Regions from separate parts of the Sus scrofa genome. Here region 1 is linked to region 2. A link is a contact called in public HiChIP or PLAC-seq data. All regions are on one chromosome and are shown on one strand. The core of a region is the stretch at or near the end of the contact, and the rest is flanking DNA. Distances in the headings are between cores, read along the strand shown.

The links. HiChIP or PLAC-seq counts read pairs in DNA pulled down with a chosen protein or histone mark.
Region 1: an H3K27ac HiChIP or PLAC-seq map of alveolar macrophages shows a contact between it and region 2. The contact joins two enhancer-like sites. A contact is called at or near these places in 1 of 5 promoter capture datasets (liver), 1 of 47 Hi-C or Micro-C datasets (liver) and 2 of 2 datasets of contacts at active chromatin or transcription factors (alveolar macrophages and skeletal muscle).

The regions. Positions count from the first base shown.
Region 1 is chr1:165,129,384-165,132,083 of Sscrofa11.1, forward strand. It overlaps AAGAB (alpha- and gamma-adaptin-binding protein p34), which reads right to left. Exons shown (of 9, transcript XM_005659865.3): 9 at 1-2,458. The coding sequence ends at 2,415. Among named protein-coding and RNA genes, the nearest start is that of AAGAB, 62 kb to the right of the region's middle. Within about 2 kb of position 1,303, at least 14 of the 83 cell types and tissues checked have an H3K27ac peak or open chromatin away from gene starts, as enhancers often do. A contact at or near this core is called in alveolar macrophages and liver, where this site is marked.
Region 2 is chr1:164,973,868-164,976,567 of Sscrofa11.1, forward strand. All of the region lies in intron 1 of LOC110261941 (a long non-coding RNA gene), which reads right to left. Among named protein-coding and RNA genes, the nearest start is that of SMAD3, 23 kb to the right of the region's middle. Within about 2 kb of position 1,329, at least 14 of the 83 cell types and tissues checked have an H3K27ac peak or open chromatin away from gene starts, as enhancers often do. A contact at or near this core is called in alveolar macrophages and liver, where this site is marked.

The DNA of each region.
Region 1 (2,700 bases), core at 53-2,552, 160 kb after region 2:
AAAAATGTTTAAGAAAAAACAAAAATGACAACCAAAAAAAATGAGTCTCTCTCTTTTTTTTTTTTTTTTTTTTTTTTTTTTGTCTTTTTGCTATTTCTTGGGCTGCTCCCGCGGCATATGGAGGTTCCCAGGCTAGGGGTCTAATTGGAGCCGTAGCCACCAGCCTACGACAGAGCCACAGCAACGAGGGATCCGAGCCGCTCTGCAACCTACACCACAGCTCACGGCAACGCCGGATTGTTAACCCACTGAGCAAGGGCAGGGACCGAACCCGCAACCTCATGGTTCCTAGTCGGATTCGTTAACCACTGCGCCACGACGGGAACTCCTTTTGTTTGTTTTTGGTTTTTTTTTTTTTTTTTTGAGTCTCTTATTTTAAATCCCAGATGGACAGTCCATAATAATTTGTGGTGGCATGTACATAGGTCACTTCAGATAGACTGCAATGATCACGCTTCTTAAAATGGGCCTTTAGTAGAATACCACCAGATGCTTTATTCCCACATGTTCCCTAGAAGAGGGCAATATCCCCAGACAGCTGAGATTTTGAAGACATGAGTTAATATTATACCTGTGCATGGAGATTCTAAAATAGTGAGTTTGACAAACTCTTAGATGATTGGCTTTTTATGCCCACTCCAGCAAAGGAAGGCTTCACCCCAACACCCCCCTCCCCACTAAAAAACAACAAAATCTTAAATATGCACATAAGCAGACTTTATAAATAAATCACATTTTAATCACCTGGCTTTGTTTAATCCACAAAATCAAGTTCACAGCTTTTTCTTATCTGTTTTCCCTAACCATGTGACCTAATGTACTTTCTGAAACCTTCCTTGTTTTAAGGAAGACATCTTCCACCTTTCATTTTGCAGCACCAGAGCCAACTTCCCTTACATTCCCAATCAATGGTTGATGCAGCCACCTCAAAGAAAGCCAAGGAGAAGGATACAAAGTCATCAAGTGAGACAGCCTGCAATGTCTTCTGGAATGGCTCTTCCTGAGTGTCCCAATCACGCAAACCTTTGCTTGCTCCTCTGGTCGGCCTGGCCCAGAACCTGGGACATTCCATTCCTTCTGCTACCTATTTCAGGTTCTGCAGGGCTTAGGTGTTGCACAGGGGGGTCTGAAACTTGTTTTCTGCTGGTGACCTAAGGGGTTCACAGCCTACACGAAGCCAACAGCAGTTTTCAGCCCGTGTGTCCTGAGCCCATTTAGAGCTATGGCAGTGCCTACCACAGTATAGGTTAACAACATGCATTACACAGTGCTTACAAAAACAGAAATGAGGACTTTATTTGCTGTATTTCCCAAGCTTCCTTTGCAAACTTCCCCTTTGGTGATCAGATGCCCTGGGGCTGACCCACAGGGCCCTGGAAACAACACAAGGTACGCAGGGATTCATTGCCTAACGAAAGTTTCACATCCTTCCCTATCAAGCCCACTCCTTAGCTTTACTATTTTGGCAGTGATCTCTGGCTTTCAGAGAGGAAGAAACATGCCTTGTTTTGAGGGTATGAAGTGTGACAACACAGCTCTGACATCTTATGTAGCAGGGGAGAACTCTTAAGAAAAGCTTCTTCGGGGTAATACAAAAGTCTCGGGACATGATCACACTGTTTCAATGGCCCATACAGGGAATTCCTAAGTTTCTTTCTCTCTTATACACACACTGCCCTCTCCCTCCCCATGTCCAACAACTCGGAAGATGGGTTTACTTTATCCCTACCAGAGCAGGAAACCCTTGCATCATTTAAACTCACACTGCTTTCTCAATACTCTCTAGCATGAGCTCAGAAACTATATTTCAATTGAAGTGCCCAGGCCTTTTTTTTTTTAAACTAGAGACTAACCTGAAGGCCAGTCACTTTGGCCTATCATCTACATACTATAGCATAAATCTGCAGCTTCTTCTTTCCCGCCTATCAAAAGCATCAAATCTCAGAGCAGCATGTTCCTTGAAAGAAAAAATCCAGAATACCCAGGAAAAGGAGCACATCTGCAGTAATCAAGTGTGAACAGAAGGACTGGTACTGCAAAGACTGACCAGTAAATGGCTTGGTGGGCCTTAACTTGTGATTTAACTCCAATCACACAGGCTTTGAGCCTTAGCCCACTCCTGCTCCTAGAACAAAAAAGTATACTTCAAAAATTCTCACTCCCTACTGTCATTCTCACCCCCTTATAGTACACTGAGGGAGGAGAAGGTTCTCCTTTACCACCCCCCCAACTAAAAACTATAATTAACAGGACCCTACAAACAACTCAGGCAGCCAACACGATGATGGGAAGTTCAGCAAATGACGACTGGGTGAGTTAGGAAGGATTCTCAGGCAGAGAGAGTTAGTGTCTCTGTTAGTCAAGCCCTAGCATGAATAATTTAGTGTTCTTCATCCGACGAAAGGCCTTCGATCTCATCTCTGTCTCCCCCAATTGCCATCCAAAAGGCTTTGGCCACCTGTGGAAAGAAGCAAGCAACACATTTTAGGCAACGGCTAAATTTTGGCTGGTTTCATGTCATAGATAGAACCCCATTAAGAATTAAAATTCTACGCCTTGCCCTCCAGCACTCTGGCAACATCTACCAGCACCCTTGAACACCCTGACCCAGCAGGACTTCCACTCTTAAGCTTTATACTGAGGTTAGAATCAAATGAATAGGTGTGTACATAGGTGCTGTGTAAGGATAGGCACAGCTTC
Region 2 (2,700 bases), core at 79-2,578:
TGTCCCAACACCTTCCTGAGAACGGCTGAGGTTCAAGGTCAAAGGCTTGGGGAGTGAAGAGGAGCCGTGTGGGAGTCAGAGTGCACTTGAGTGAGGTCTGGTTCTAAAGACAAGGTCTACGCAGTGGTGGGGGTGGTGAGAGGGGGTAGATTTTCAGAGCCTTCGGTGGAAAACAGTGCACTTCGCTGCTCCAGCTGCATCTGCCTTTGTAAGTGCCTCTCCAGTGCCAGGCATTGTCCCATATGGGGGTCCTATTGAGCTCACTGCTGTGGGCAAAGGGGCTCAACTCAGTTGAAACCTCCTGAGAAGCATCCAGAAGGCCTCTCAGATTTGTCTGAAAGTAAAGTTCAGGGAAGTTGCAGAGCTTGGCCCGGGGCACACAGCTGGTGAGGGAGTCAGCCCAGCAGGGATTAGAACCCTCTGCTTTCAGAGCCTGTGCTTCTCTGATCATACTTTGGAGAGGCTGGTTAGGGCTCTGACTTGCCAGGACACTTGGGGTGCATCGTCTGACCTCTCCCCAGAAGTGACTTGGTTTCTCATCCTGTCAGAGGCGTGATGAAGATATCTGTCTGCTTGCCCGCCAGAGATGTCCTGAGGACCCAGGGTGCAGAAGCAACGGAGGTTCTCCCAGTGTCACAAGGTGTGCGCCGGGCAAGGGGCGGGGAGTAGGGTCCTCCTGGGTGCGGAGAGTGGGAGCAGGATGGGGAGCCTGCCTAAAGAGAGACTGAGAGGCCAGCTGCCCACCTCACTTCCCTCGCCTCTCCCCCAGGCCCCCTTCCCTCCAACCTGGAAACACTGACACCTGGCTTTCATCAGGAAATCCCTGTCATGGAGACTTACTCCCAGTTACATAGGCCTTTACAGCTTCCCAGGTATTTCCCATCACTTTAATTTTGATCTCAACGCACCTCCCTGAGGTGAGCATGAAAGACATTATTAGCCCTATTGTACAGCTGCTTGGAAGGGACCCCACAGACCACAGCCCAGCCCCCTCCCTTTACAGAGCCAGATAATGAGGCCCAGAGAGAAGCCGCTGGCCCAGGGCCACACAGGTAATGAACAGCAGATCAGGACAAGAAATGCCCTCTTCCAGTTCACGGGGCATTGCTCTTCCTAATACGTGATTGAGCCGGGGTGTCCAGACCCTTAGGACCTGCCCTGGAAGTTGCCCTTTAAAATAACTCCCCCAACATCCATCTTTCCCTCGGGAAAGTCAGGGGAAGATGAGGCAAGAGACAGGATTGTGCCACGATCCTGACCCTCTGTCCTCTGCCGGGTGATGTGAGGGGAAGAGGCTGACGGAGGGGGCCACGGGGGATGTGGCAGCAGCTGGCTTTCAGTTTCCGTGGTGCCCTGCTGCCACGTGGTCAGGGGTGGCTGACCTCTGCCCTCCTCCTTTTTCAACCCTTTCTCTGGCCCCGGCCTGTGGTTATTGATGACCACACCACTCCTCTGTGGCCGCAAGAACCCTCTTCAGCAAGAATCCACTTAATCACAATCGCAGGGCAGAAAAAGTGACTCAGACATTTTTTTTAATAACTCGCAGCCAGAAAGAAGACGGAACCAAATTGAGTTCTATCAACAGATCCTTCTATTACTCAGAAAATTTCTTTTCCCCCACCCCCCACTCCCTGAGTGTTCTGGTTAATAGAATATTGACTGAAACATACATTTCTGAAGTCTGGTGTGAGAGGACTGAAAGGGGAAAAACCCAAATGATGAGAAATGCAAAAGACCTCTTCCAGAAATGCAAGCAACCTTGCTGAAATTTTACTCCCCCTGATAGATTTGGGAAGGATGCCGGAAAAAAAAAAACAGATTAATTAGGCTGAGGTCCAGCCTGAAGCCAAAGTTTTGTGGATGAGCATTCATTATAAATGAATGTTAAGTGTCTAAGGGTTTATCAGGGAAAACCCAGCAGAATTTTAACCAGCAACTCACATGGGTGCTGCTCAGATTCCACGGTATGTGCCAGATCTGGGTATCAGCTTGGTCTTGGTTTCTAGCAAGGAGAGCGTGTCCTTGCTGTCTAACCCAGCTGAGAAATTCCTCTTTCACTTTATAATTTGAAATCTTTAATAGTTCACTCCCTTCCTTCCTCTCTCCCTCCCACCCACCAAATTAGCCACATGTGTGAATGGACTTCATAACCAACTCATCATGTCAATACCATATCAGGGACTCTTTGTTTGTTTGTTTTTGTCTTTTGTCTTTTTAGGGCTGCACCCGTGGCATATCGAGGTTCCCAGGCTAGGGGTCTAATTGGAGCTGTAGCCACAGGCCTATGCCACAGCCACAGCAACACCAGATCTGAGCCTTGTCTGTGACCTACACCATAGCTCATGGCAATGCCATATCCTTAACCTAGTGAGCAAGGCCAGGGATCGAACCCACAACCTCATGGTTCCTAGTTGATTTATTTCCACTGTGCCATGACGATAACTCCCCATATCAGTGATCTTAACTACTGTCTTTGGAGTAAGTAGGCAACCATATTGAGCCAAGTCTTCCTCCTCAATGTGATCCTGAGCATTCAATAGCTCCCTGTTGCCTTTAAGGAAAAGGCTTCTTTGCATGACCTCTCAGATCCTCCAAACTGGTACCCAAGGTATCTCTCTAGCTTCATCTCCAACAACTCCACGTCATACACCATCGGCCCCAGCTAAACTATCTTGGCCTCGACCACCTTCCCACCTATCT